2 separate regions of the Bombyx mori genome follow, and region 2 is linked to region 1. The links are chromatin contacts, called in public Hi-C maps. All regions are on one chromosome and are shown on one strand. The core of a region is the stretch at or near the end of the contact, and the rest is flanking DNA. Distances in the headings are between cores, read along the strand shown.

What was found. A called contact is a pair of places that touch in the nucleus more often than the background predicts.
Region 2: a Hi-C map of whole pupa shows a contact between it and region 1, with 1.6 times the contacts expected there. The contact joins two enhancer-like sites. A contact is called at or near these places in 3 of 7 Hi-C or Micro-C datasets (midgut and whole pupa).

Annotation. Positions count from the first base shown.
Region 1 is chr25:9,142,419-9,149,610 of ASM3026992v2, forward strand. All of the region lies in intron 1 of LOC101741609 (phosphofurin acidic cluster sorting protein 1), which reads left to right. Among protein-coding and RNA genes, the nearest start is that of LOC101741609, 9.6 kb to the left of the region's middle. Within about 2 kb of position 3,408, at least 4 of the 8 cell types and tissues checked have open chromatin away from gene starts, as enhancers often do.
Region 2 is chr25:9,188,226-9,195,484 of ASM3026992v2, forward strand. The region is part of intron 1 of LOC101741609 (phosphofurin acidic cluster sorting protein 1); the gene reads left to right. Among protein-coding and RNA genes, the nearest start is that of LOC733118, 28 kb to the right of the region's middle. Within about 2 kb of position 4,381, at least 5 of the 8 cell types and tissues checked have open chromatin away from gene starts, as enhancers often do.

The DNA.
Region 1 (7,192 bases), core at 2,158-4,657:
TAATTCCGTTATAATGTCTGCCAGCGATATGACTCGGGAAAGATTAACAATTTCGACCTCCTTTTTGCGCTCAGACAATAATTTAATCTAGTAAAAAACAGAATGAGGATGTTGCGTCTCCCACGAGTTTTAAGTGCTTACCGAGGAAGGACCCTATAAATCTGTGGTCGTCAAACTGCGGCCCGCGGCAGAGCAAACAATTTTAGTAGAAATAAAAAATACTGATATAATATATTTACCATCTTTTTCATTACAGATATGTTTTCACGCCTATTCCTAATATAAGGTAAAAGCACTAATGCTGGACATTGAACTAAAAGATGACACTTTAAAAAAAAATATATTCTAATAAGGAAACTAAACTCTTAAATAACATTGCTATTGATGTTAAAGACACCTAGTACCATCTATGATACATTCTCAAAAGTTTGCGTACAGTGTTAGAAGCAAAATTCAAAATGGCATCAGTTGACAACAAACAATGTGAGCAGGTTGACGTTTTGCGCGTAATTCTTAGCGTTTTCCTTAAGCCATCTGACTTTTAACAGGTGTGATTTTGTCTTATATTTATAATTATTGGCTCCTGTTGGTTTCGATATTATAAATGTATGAAATTATTGATTTATTAGGACCATTTCCTTGTTATTTTGGTTTGTTTTTGTACAAATTTTAAGTGGTGTTTACTATTAGTACCAAAAATGAATCAAAACCTAAAAGATGACACGTGTGTCTTCTACTAGGGTTACATCAAACTGAATTTGTTAGCTTAATTTTCTTCAAATTCAGCCTTTATGTTGTAAAACAAAAGTTTCAATCTGAGTTTTGTTCATTTTACACGAGTCTAACTAAACGAAGACAGTGTCAACTATTAGGGTATACTAGATGTCAACTATTAGTATCAATTAATTTCAGCTTAAGTTTCGAGCACAATGCCGCCAGTAAAGGGTCAGATGTTTCAATAGTCTGAAGTCAATATTGAAGAAACCATAAAAGAATGTATATGTTTGAGGGTTTACTGGTGGCCCTGAGGCCTTTCCAGTTTCACAAGGACAGAAGGGGCGGGATTTGCTAACAGCTACCCGAGCGCCTCCAAGGGAGACCTAACAACTCAAGAGTAGCTGCTTCGCGAATGAATCTACTACCGGATCGGGATCGCGACCCGCTTAGAAGATCCGGCGAGAAACTCAACGGGCTGATGCTTAGGTTAGGTTGCACGTCGAACTCTTCGCCGAGTTCGACGAGTACGGTTACGGGATCTCTACTCCTAGTGTTAAAGCGGAAGGCGTCTAATGCAAGGGTTATTGGATCTGATGGATCCGTAAGGTGTCTAGGGCGACGACGGTGACTGGCTCCTGCGTGGTCAGGATTCGGGGAGTAGTCAGCGGCGGCAACGATAAGGCGATTACCATGACGCATTGCCTTATCGAAGTAACGTTCCGACGCGGACTTCATGTATTTTCTGATCGGTTCGAGGTCTAAGTCGTCGTGTAAGTCGACGTTCCTCACGAACCACGGGGCTCCGACTGCTAACCTGCAAAAACGAGATTGTAGGGATTGGAGGGTGTCTATGTGTGTGCGGGCCGCGTGAGCAAACACCACACTCGCGTAAGTCATGACCGGCCTTATGTAAGCTTTGTAAAGAGTCACCTTGTTCCGAAGGGACATTTTACTCCGCTTACAGATCATGGGGTAAAGTCTGCCGAGAATAAAAGCGGCACGGTCGCGGACTGATTTTATATGTGGGCGGAATGTCATGGATGCATCCAGGGTGACTCCCAAATACTTGACCTTCCTGGTCCAGAGTATGAGGCGGGGCGTTCCGACAGCTACTGCGGCAAATAAATTTGGAGTTCCACGAGTAACTTTATTAAATAAAGCCAAGGGAAAGACACCTATTATGCGTAAAATGGGAAGAAGTTGTTATTTAACCGAAGATATAGAAAAAATACTCGTAACATGGGTAAAAGCTATGGTCAAACAAGGGTTTCCAATAGGAAAAGATAATTTATAAGATAGCGTTAAGAAAATAGTTGATGATCTTAAGATTGATTATAATTGTTTATAATAAAATTAACGTTAAAGTCGTGTCTATTATTAGTGCCAACTGATGTCAATTTTTGGTGGATTTGATTTTCGATGCTGTCATCTTTTAGTGTCTATGGCAAAACTAACAAGTTTGTATTTTTTTGTAGATACTACAAAAGTATTGAAATATTTTATATGAAAAAATTGATCTCTAAATGTTGCTCTAACAGTAAAAAAATTTATTTAATATAATTTTTGATAAATACATTTGATAACTGAGAATGAAGTTTGATTTGTCCTTAAAGTGTCTAGCATTAGTGCTTTTACCTTAATTGATTTATCTATGGGACAATCGCCTCTTGACACTTGATATTAAATATGTCAATTGACTGGCAGTCAATTAAACAGTTCAAAAATGTGTGGCCCGCAGTGATACCTCACATTGTCCTATGTGGCCCTTGACCAGAAAAGTGTGACGACCACTCATTGATTTAAATATATAAATCATAAAAAGAATGCTACCGCCGCCCATAACTTACCATAAAACATGTGTTCGAAATCTCATGTGTATAAAGAATTGCCAGATTAGACTTTCGCAGATAATATAGTGTATCATCATCATCATCATCAGCCTTTATCTGCCCACTGCTGGACATAGGCCTTCCCCAATGCCTTCCACATAATGCGGTCCTCCGCCTTCCGCATCCGACGACTTCCTATAGTGTATGCGTAAACATATTCATAGGCTTACACAATTTAAAATAGGATCGTTTATGCGAATTGAAAAAATGAAATGTACAATAATAATCTATCGTCAAGATGTTCTGAATGCCAAATATTTGTTGATCAAAAATATGATTATTACCCTAGAGATTAACGTTTAAACTTGAATACGTTGGAACGTCCAATAATAACTGAATATAACCTAGCGACGGGTCCAGAAAGATTTGACAGCGTATCGGTCAACAGTTGCTCTAAATTCTTCGTTCGTTCGTCATCCGTCGTCTTCTATGGCGATAAGTAGACGTACTGTTGTAATCAGTATACATATTTTCGTATTTTAGGAAAACGAAATAATCGAAAAAGGAAATACTAGGATTGTTTAATTTGGAGAGTTACTAGAGGTACAGTAATGATTGTTCGTGTAAAGACATAATATGATTCAGTTTATCGATACGATATTTATTAATCTTCAATAAATATAATAATTAAGCTAATAGATAAATGCTATATTCATTTCCCGGCTAATTCGTATTGGTGTCAAGGGAATCCGTTTTCAGTGATAGGAGAGGCCGCGAAACGTCAATCATTCACGTTGTAGTATCATTCGATACTATGAGAACAACTCTGTGATGTACTACTAACACGCCGCTGACGTTCTCCAGATGCGTGGCAGATGTTCGATGTTACGGAGAACATTGTAAAACCTATCGCACCGCATTGTTTTGCTTTAGCATGTCATAAAATATTATCGTTTGATGCAAACGTTTCCAGAAGTATTTCTATGATTCGATGCTCTAAAAATATTATAAATATCTGTTCAAATTTCATTCATTTATCGCGCCTTATTTAGTAGGTATTACTGTGCTTCTTTTTTTGTTAGCGGTAGTAGATGACTTGTCGCGTACTTGCTAAATAGTTCACAGTCGCTCGTGGACATTGGCAATATCAGGAGTCCAACCGTGCCGTTCGTGACCTTGGAACACTAAATTATCTGTAACAAGAAATATCGTTGCCGAAAATGCTTAAGCAAGAAAACTAGACATTATTCGATGAAATCTGACTTTCAAAAGTATTATTGAACCTGAAGTTTCACTAGAGATGTACAAAGTGTTGGTCATCGAGTAGCTGAAAAGTATTAGTCACCCATGAATGTTACACAGTAAGGAAAACAAGTCTGGCTACATGGCATCGCAATGAAAGGAATATTTCTAAGAAAACGTTATATCATTCGCAATAAAAACACAAAACAAATGAATCAGAATGTTCGAGCAATAAAAATTCGTTCTCATTTTATCCCTTAAAAAATGTTATAGTATCAAATAGAACTCTAGTAGCAGTTTATAGTTACAATGATAATAAAAGGTAATTACCTACTTTACACGTAGATTTAGTTCATTGTATCGAAACAGCAATTTCACTGCGGCCTCATATTTCGGTACCGTTAACGGCTTTAGAACAACAAACGCGGACGGTCGAACCACGGTTTTGTTTAGGTCCTGATTTAATGTTTCCGATATTTATAATTGATGAATAAAGTCAATTTGCTGGAATCTCTATGTATAAAAATGAATTGCTGTTCGTTAGTCTTGCTAAAACTCGAGAACGGCTGGACCGATTTGGCTAATTTTGGTCTTGAATTATTTGTGGAAGTTCAGAGAAGGTTTAAAATGTAGACAAATATGAAAATGCTCGGAATTAAATAAAAATAACAATAGTGTTTTCCCTTTGATGTGTCCCCCATCGGACGGATTCCTTTTGTTTGTTTTAAGTTTATTTTATACAAAAGCTTAGGTTTTTTATTTATCGATTGAGGCACTACGAAGTCTGCCGGGTCAGCTAGTTTAGAATAAAAATACGTTGGGAATTTATTTTCATCCAATAGAAGTTATCTTAAATATAGTCTCATCAAATACAAGTGTTTAGAAGTGTAAATGAGTTTAATAGACGTTGTTACAAGCTTATGAAAAACCTATTATTATTTGTACTAAGATAATAACTCACTATATCGCAATTGTTTACTAGTTTACATTTCATTTGAAGTATCGTGTACGTGTAATGCATGGAGATCCTACCCAGATAAGACGAGCTGGTTCGCTATATCCCCAGGAAAAGTCGTTGAAAGACCAACCCTAGTAAGAGTACTGGGACTTAAGAAAGTCCCCACGTTCCAAGATCAACAATCATAGTTTTCATAAATCTTCCAAAAAAATTTATAGATTTTTTTTATTTACACCTATCTTACCACACCACGACTTCAATCTGGATGCCAATCCCAACATCTCTGCTCTGTGTGGGTATTATCCAATTATGCTTTTAAATAATAAACAATAACAAACACTAGATTTGACCATCGCTAACCAATATATAATTACAACCTAAAATGGTGTATAATATGGGTAGAAGAATTGTAGTAATATTAAATCAATAGTAAAGATCTGGTTTTTTATACTTATGTTCTTGTTTTAAGAAGAAGCCGGCCGCAACAAATTTCTTTGGAATATGAGAATGAGAGTTTGAAGCTGTGGAATTGGTTCATACAATATTGATAAACACAATTCTTTGTGTGCTACTGTTATTCTGTGTGGAAATTTCTTATCCGTTTACAAAAAAAAAAAAAACATTTCCAAAAATGTATCATAGTGAATTTTTTTTTTTTGTATTGAACAAATTACTAATAGTCTAACGTAATATTCTCATTTGTAAACACAATGACAGAGATAGAAGTCGCATTACAGTTTGGAATAACTCAACCATTGTACAAAGACATTGATAAACCGAGGTCGTTTCTCGTATCACTCGATTGATGACGCGGGCTCAAGTTACATACTGCGTAAGTCTTCTAACATAAATGAAATAAATTTTGAACATGGTAGGCACGGTTTAAAATATGCTTCTCGTTAAACCGTATCATAAGTTTGAAACTTTGTGCTTAGTGAGAGTTTTTTAACGTTCTCTATAGCGTAAAACTTAACTCAAATTTGTATGGAGTTGGATCGTTTGCCTACGTTTACCGCTAGGGGCGCTGTTCAGGAGGCGGCAGGGTGCGTGAGAGACGCGCAAGCCCGCCGCCGTCGAGCGGGGGCCAGGGAGGCGGATATCGCCCAAGCCCTGGCCCTCTAAGTGTTTCGGGTCCCCTTCACATGTCGGTCTGGGGACCGGCAAAGGGGCCTAAGAAGACGACGTGCAAGCTGCTCTGCACGCGTTTTACGCAAGAGCATTCGGGTGATGGAAGGCCGGCTATCCTCGACCCACGCTGGTTTTGACCCAGCGGGGTATTCCGTAGGATAACCCATTCTAACCGGCGCCATCTAGGCGGGCTCCGGATAGCCTGCCGATCGAGAGGGCTGGTGGTCGTGGCGCCGACGACCGCCGGTTCGGCGTCCCGAGGGGGAGGGTGATGGGAGAGATGTGCTCCGCATTAAACGCTTCACTTTCCTCCCTTTGCCATTTCATGGGTTCTGTCTCATGCGATGTTCGGACGCGGGTTGTTGAGCGACAGGAGGTTTTAGTCAGTTCGACTCCGACATGCCCCGCCCTTCATCCCCAGGGGAGGGCGGAAGTCCGGCGATTTCCCCCTGACAAAAAAAAAGGGGGCGCGCTGTTCCAACTACACACAATTTTAAGTTAACTTGTACGCTATCGAGAACGTTACGAAACTCGCACTAAGCACACTAGACATGTAATGAAAAATGGTATTTCTGAAAGTCGCGTTTTTATGTATACATTGTTAATAGCTTATGTAAACAAATAAAGTGCTGTCTTTCTGATTTGAAATTATAATAAGAGTCGTCGAAATTTTTGAACTTGACTTTATAGTCAATTAACATGCGTTGTATGATTATCTTATCTTAGCAATGTTCTTTAAATTTAATTTACATATTACATCAGAACAAACGTCTGACCGAATTTTTACATAACGTTTTTTCTTATTCATTATGCGCAATGAGTCAGAGGAGTTGATTAATATGAAGAATTTGTAGTATTTAGTATCTAAAGTAGTATGTACATATATTCCTTTGAAAATAAAGGTTTCATTTGTTTCATATGAGAACACTATTGATTTTTTTATTGCATATAAGGGTGGACGAGCTCACAGTCCACCTGTTGTTAAGTGGTTACTGGGGCCCATAGAAATCTACAACGTAAATGCGCCACCCACCTGGAGATATAAGCTCTAAGGTCTCAGTATAGTTACAACGGCTGCCCCACCCTTCAAACCGAAACGGATTACTGTTTCACGGCAGAAATAAGCAGGGCGTTGGTACCTACACGTGCGGACTCACAAGAGGTCCTACCACCAGTAATTACGCAAATTATAATTTTGCGGGTTTGATTTTTATTACACGATGTTATTCCTTCATCGTGGAAGTCAATCGTGAACATTTGTGAAGTACGTATTTCATTGGAAAAATTGGTACCCGCCTGCGGTGCCTCGAACACAGTT
Region 2 (7,259 bases), core at 3,131-5,630, 47 kb after region 1:
GTATAGGCAGACGATGATACGGCCCACTTGATGGTGAGTGGTTACCGTCGCTCATGGACGTCAGCAATGCCAGGGGCAGAGCCAAGCCGCTGCCTACCGTTTAATACTCTCCACAAGCCTCGTTTGAAGAAGGACATGTCATAGCACTCGGGAAACACCGTGGAGGGGAGCTCATTCCATAGCCGGATGGTGCGTGGCAAAAAAGATCTCTAGAAACGCACTGTGGATGAACGTAGTGGCTCCAGGTAGTATGGATGAACTCTACTTCGGTGGCGGGCGGTGCGATGGTAAAAGCGAGATGTCGGTATCATCTCAAACAATTCCTCAGAGCACTTCCCATGGAACATACGGTACAGAATACAGAGGGAACCGAAGTCCCTCCGCAGACCTAGAGGTTCCAAACGATCCGTAAGAATGGGATTAATGGGAGAGTCGGATATTTTTATTGCATTTCTTTCGCTTCTTCTTTAAAAACAGCGACTAAGTATAGGCTGCTTATTATTAAAACCATAATAACAAAGCACCACGGAAATGGACATGTTAATCTATCAATGGGATCTGTGTTCCAACATTTGTAACTGTAATTGAGGTAGATATCGATTGATCGTTTTTATTTCTGGTACACCAGTTATGAAGGTTCCATAGAAAATTTATGAAAGTCGTGCGTCATTTTGGCAGTTTTACTTCGCCGCTGATGAAATAATAGTCTCGAAAGTCTACCGATGATTATTAAATGCGTTCGAAAAGCCCGATATTTCCTACAGATCTTGGTATTGCTCGGTAGACTGAGCTGAGGTGATTTTATGAAATCATTGTTAGCGGGGTTCAGGTATTTTCCACATTTCTTATATATATCAATAAACAGTATTGCTTTAACGTAGAGTGCTTCAATGATTGTTTTTTATTGACAGATTTACGGTAAGATGTCCGATTATTAATGAGGAAGTTGAGGAAATTCTGAAGATTTGTGTTTATCCAAGGCGACCGGCGTCAGGTTGCCTTGGAGTATAGCTAATACCATCCTATTACCTTTTGGTATTCATCGTATCCTCATGTTAAGCTAAGATTACCACTGATTAGGATCAGTGGAAGCATATGTCAAGTCTACGTCGGCTCAAGCTAAAACATAAAACAGTAATTACAAGACTCTTGGATTTGAAACATGAGACGCAAGACGAATGACTTTGTCTACTAAATTTTAGAGGTGAAAAAACTCCGAAGCCGTTCGTCTGTTTATTGAAAGTCGTACACGTTAAAGGTCATAAATAGTATTTACATAACCCTAACTATTACAGAAGCCGCCTGTACTAATACAGTCTGTAGCGTTTCAACCAAAAGGCGTAAACGAAAGCTGTAATTAAATCTAATTAATACGTGAAGCTAAAACTTTGTATCCCTTTTTACGAAAATTGCGCGGACGGAGGAGTATGAAATTTTCCACACTTATAGAGAATATAAAGAAGAAGTGCACAATGCTAATATTTTTTTTAAAATAATGCATAAAAGATACATTAAATCAATAAAGAAAACATTACACACACTACATATCATGTATTTGACGCACACACGCATGCATACTATTTATTGTCAAACTTTTGTTCTTGACGTCTGTGGTCAAATTGAGAATAGATTAAATATTGTTTGTCTTTATTAATATTGTTTATAGTGTAGTCTTGGCGAAATTTGTGATTATAGAAGTATGAAATACAATCATAATAGTGTACAAACTCACAATTCCAATTATAGTCGAATTTCGACTACTGCGGGACCTCTAGTTAAATCTAAAAACGTAACACCACTCCAAACACGGTTACTTACACACTAGATTCTTAATGTTTACAATTCACTGCCGTGTGTTGGCGTTGTTTACAATGCCGGTAAGGCTTACGACAAACAACTCGACCGTATTTTTGGATATAACTTTTCTCGGTCCATGTGTTTGTTGAACTACGTACCTTTGAGGATTGGATTGGTCATTGACTTGTGATTATCTTGGTATGGTATTTGACTTGAAGTTATACCTGTTCCGCGTAGACCACTATAACACATAGTGAAGGTAAGTTAGATTTAAATAGAATTAAAATTTTATAAAAAAAATATAGCGGAAGTTCGCATAGATTACGAATATAAAAGTGATAGCTAAAATAAAAAATCTTTAAGTGATAGGTCTTTTTATTCCTCTAGATGGGGCCTCGATCACAAATCTCTGTAGGGTTAAGTAATCGGTATCCGATAGAGTAAATGCTAGCGTGCCGACATCCGATAGGCTTCAGAAAGTAAGTGCCTTTTTACGTGATGTGGAGCTCTCGTAGCTAAAATATGACAAACCACTACTACTACAGATTGAAGCCAGGCGATCCTCCTGTCTAGGTAATTTGCTAAACTACATCGCGGTCTAGCTCTAAAAATTAGTTAGTTTGAACAAACTCGTTCCTGAACGAAATGGGGTGAGAACGTTATAAAAAAGTACAGTGATAAGTCAACTGTAAAAATATTTACTATAGTCTCACTCAGGGCAACCGGGGTTTTTGTTTATTGAGTAAACGTAGCCCACGAATGTTAAAATGGAGATAAATCCTGAAGAAAAAGCCGTTTATAAAATATATTGGTTGTACCGACCTCTTGAGTCTTGTGACTAATAAATAAACAGGACGTCACAATACGAACGAAACGTCTATTTCAGTTCCTAGGAAGCGTTCAGATGATTTGTATGAAACGCCATGATCGTTAAATATTCACGACTCGAACCTAGGGCCGATGTACCGGCGACGGAAATAGAAAACATGGCTTCATAAATTACAAGTCGATGCCGGGAGTTCGATGTTCCATTGTGTATACTGTATAAAGAGGTTTTAATACATTTCTAGGGTGGACGATACAGTTGACCGATTTGCAAGCCTCATGAAATTACAACATGGTATGTACTACATAGTGCAAGTAAGTGTAAATACAAGAGTAAAAATGTGAATGAAGCCGATACGACAGAGCCGCTTGAAATTTATCTTTTGTCAAACTAATTTGCTAAGTGGGCTGTGGCCCGCCAACTATTCATTCGTTATGTGTTTCTACGCATTTACTTGAGGTTGACATTGGGAGGGGTTTTGTCTCTCATTAGTTACGGCCAGTGAATATCGCCACCGTTGTGGTTGTGTACAAAATAAGCACGCACACGTATTTAATGGATAAACGTCCGAAGAATAAAATGATACTGTTATTTTGATTGGGAAATAAATTGCTAGAGTTTTGTTATTCGCTTTGTATGGGCATAAATAGGTTATAAAACATTACAAATCTTTTTTCTTTACGCATTTTACCACAATAGCTCGGATTTTGGTAACTGCCTAAAATTGATTGCCAAAAAAAAAACAACAGGATTTTTGAATTAATTTAAAGAAAAATGGAGCTATATAATCCAAATGGATTATAAAAAACGCTATTTAACAAATATCTACGTCGTGAAGGGAATTGAACGTGTTGAAATTATTTGAAGCTGCAATTCAACCAAAAGATCATGTCCGAAGAGTCAATAAATCTTTTTTAACTTGAAAATTCGTTAAAGAAATCGTACGAACTCGTGAATTACGAACGTAAGTAGTTACGTTAACCCCGACTTATCGAAATGCTGAAGCTGTTGTTACTCACAAAGTTTAATCAGAAAACGTTATTGAGCGTGAAGACAAAAGAAATCCTTTTACAGAAACCAAGCTTGCCCGATAATTTATAGGGTTATAACTTTTGACTTTGTAAAGAGAGGACATAACACAAGATTTAGACACATCACACACAAATCATACGCTGCAGATCATCAATTTTAGTTAAATTTTCACAAATGTCGTTCCAAATAAAAAGGCTATCGATTCTCGCAATACATTTCAAGTTTTGATAGATTGCATATAAAGGTAGGTACTGATGTTACGTAGTGTCAGTCAGCCCTACCCGATACCCTAGCGAAGGTCACGCATGTACTAAAGCGTGATCGGAATGGCATGCGTCTATTTAATATTTATTTTGAATTGAATCAGACATGTTCAGAGATGTGCAAATATACACACCGTGATTAGTTTTTTAATGATTTTGTCATTAAGATAATGTTATCTGACCAATATTCATTTTATTATTCCATTAATAGCCATTGCTACAAGCTAGAAAAATAAGAGCTAAAGGTCTAGAAAAATTATTGCTTGACGCTACATACCTTGGGATCGTTTTTTAACAATTTCCTGTCCTCTACTTCTCCATATTATGTAAGAGCCTATAGACATCTTAAATCGGGTAACCATTGTCAAAGTTATTCACCTTTGTCCTTACTAGGGCATGACGCTCACAAAGTACATAACATGTGGTACATAATTTTTCCAAAACTTGTCATACTCTGCCTCATTTGATTTTCCTTCCTCGTCCTATACTAGTACGCCACTGGTATAGTGTTGTGTGTTGGCATCCGGTAGTCACATAGTTCTGCTTTTTTCAGCCGCGCGGTAATCATTCGTTTTAGTTCAAGGTGCATGAAATACATGTATCGTAAGAGACTAACAAATTTAGGCCATTTTTGGCCATAAACTTACATTATTTTCTTTATTTGGTATTGGGTATGGTATGGTATTGTACATAGTTTTTTTTAAAAATAGAAAACGATATAAATTTCATATCACAAATCTCATTAATAAAATTTCTTACCTTTATTTCTAAAACAATGAACGTCGTATTCTTCATGTGTCCAAGATAGAGAACTTTCATTGTAGTATTTTTAGACCGTTCTAGCCGCTTAATACCAGAACGGTTGTGTTTACCAATACTACAAATAAATAAATAAATCTGTTATTTTAAATAAAACAACCAAAAACCTTTAATGTCAACATTGCCTTTATTGTAAAACATAATTTTAAATTTAATACAGTAATTTAACTCAATATATTTATTAAAGCTTATTTAAATAGCTATTCAAAATTTACAATCACCAATAATCTAAAATGTAATCAGAGCCTTACCACAAATAGAACTCCTTTCGGTTTCGAGAACAAATTAATTTAACTTGCTCAGATTTCCAAGTCAAATTCAAAGTTATTTAGCCTAAGGTTATTCGAGCTTCAGTCGGATCGAATCGTTTGAAGCACTCGGGGCTTAGGTTGCGTGAAAATTAACCTAAACATTAAAGCCTATTTCAAATGTATTTGTTTGGGTCTGGGTATCGCTAATGTCTATTTAAAGCTATTGTTTAAGAATAATTACTGGTGGTAGGACCTCTTGTGAGTCCGCGCGGGTGGGTGCAACCACCCTGCCTATTACCACTAAACCTACGTATAACCACTTAACACCAGGTGGGCTGTGAGCTCGTTCAGCCATCTAAGCAATAAAAAAAAACACAAAGTGGGCTATGAGCTCGACCATCCATCTATGCAATTAAAAAAAAAAAAAATTTCTGAACCGAATTTAAAAAAAAACAAAACAGTATGCCGATTCTTAAATGGCCTAGGGGATATAAGTCACCAAGCGAGGAGAATATTTTAAGATTAGTAGCGTATGGTCAATGTCTATGGATGGTGGGGACCGGAATTCAGTAAAACGAAACGTGAACGAAATGTGAAATTTTATCTTTTTAGTATTTGAAAATCTAAATGTGTTAATGTAATGTATTAATTAATTATTAATGTAAAGTAAAATGAAAATCATAGAACTAAAACGGATGAAGTAAAAGAAAAACCAAATAAAGAAAATGGGTAAGTCCCATTTGGCACATTGCAATGAATATATCACTGGAGATATAACTCAAGGAAGGTTGATGTCAAACAGGCGGCCGTCGTAAAACTCATGCTAAATGAACTCTTGAAAAAGAAGAGGGTGATGATCGCCTTCCTCTGATAGGTATACTATGGACAATCTAAAAAAAGTGTAATCCTCACTCAACTGATAAATCGTGTTGATCAGAAGAAGTTACTAATACTAAACCAGACCACCATTTGAAATCTAATCTTATGTTAGACATACCTTTGCCAACGACTGTAATCCATGAACATCAAAGAACATCTTCTATTAATGTTATGACCGTAATAAAAATATCTTCAAAATAAATTGCACGGAAATTGAATTTATATTTTCTTCAGAACTCATCCAAAATATTTTATTTGACAGCGAATAAAAAATGTTTCCCAAGTTATTTTTCTTCTTAAACGAGCAGCGATGTTCGAGTAATTTAAGCAGTAAGTGCTTACAAAAGGAATTTCAAGGAAAAAAAGACCTCGGTAATTATGTATTAAAATAAAATGAAAATGAAAAGCCGCACGTGACAGGTAAGGTACAGTCAAAACGAAAATTATATTGAAATATTATTTTATGAAGAAAAAAATCTTTCACTTTCATTGCGGCCATATTATTCATGTTTTTAGCATAGAAGAGTAGACAAAATGACAGCCCACTGCTATTACGTGGTTACCGAAGCTCATAGATATGATAACGCGAATACTGCCCATCATTGTAGATGAGATCATAGCCTGTAATGTATGAACATCTAATGAACATACATAATATATATGTATATATCACGGAATAGATAAATAATCATTCCGTGGTATATATCATTGCGACTATCCCACACTTGAGACCAGAACGAGCGACTGGTTCGCGTCACAAATAGGCATGGTTGTCATGGCATGGCTTATCATACCAACAAAGGCTGTTTATGTAACATATCTGTAGTTACGAGTAATATACGAGTAGAAACAATATTAAGAATGTCGTGTTACTTGTATACATTTTATATAACTAGAGGTCCCACAGTAGTCGAAATTCGACTATAATTAATTGGAATTGTAAGTTTGTACACTGTTATGGTTGTATTTTATACTTCTATAATCACAAATTTCGCCAAGGCTACACTATTAAAAAATATTAATTAAGACAAACAATATTTAATCTATTCTCAGTTTGACCACAGACGTCAAGAACAATAGTTTGACAATAAATAGTATGCATGCGTGTGTGCGTCAAATACATGGTATGTAGTGTGTGTAATGTTTTCTTTATTGATTTAATGTATCTTTTATGCATTATTTTAAAAAATATTAGCATTGTGCACTTCTTCTCTGTATTCTCTATAAATGTGGAAAATTTCACACTCCTCCGTCCGCGCAATTTTCTTAAAAAGGGATACAAAGTTTTTGCTTCACGTAATAATATATAGATATATAAATTCAAAACAAAAGTCGAGTCTGTTCTTGTATATTATTTCACACATCGCGAAGCACTGTTTCGAGTTGACTGGC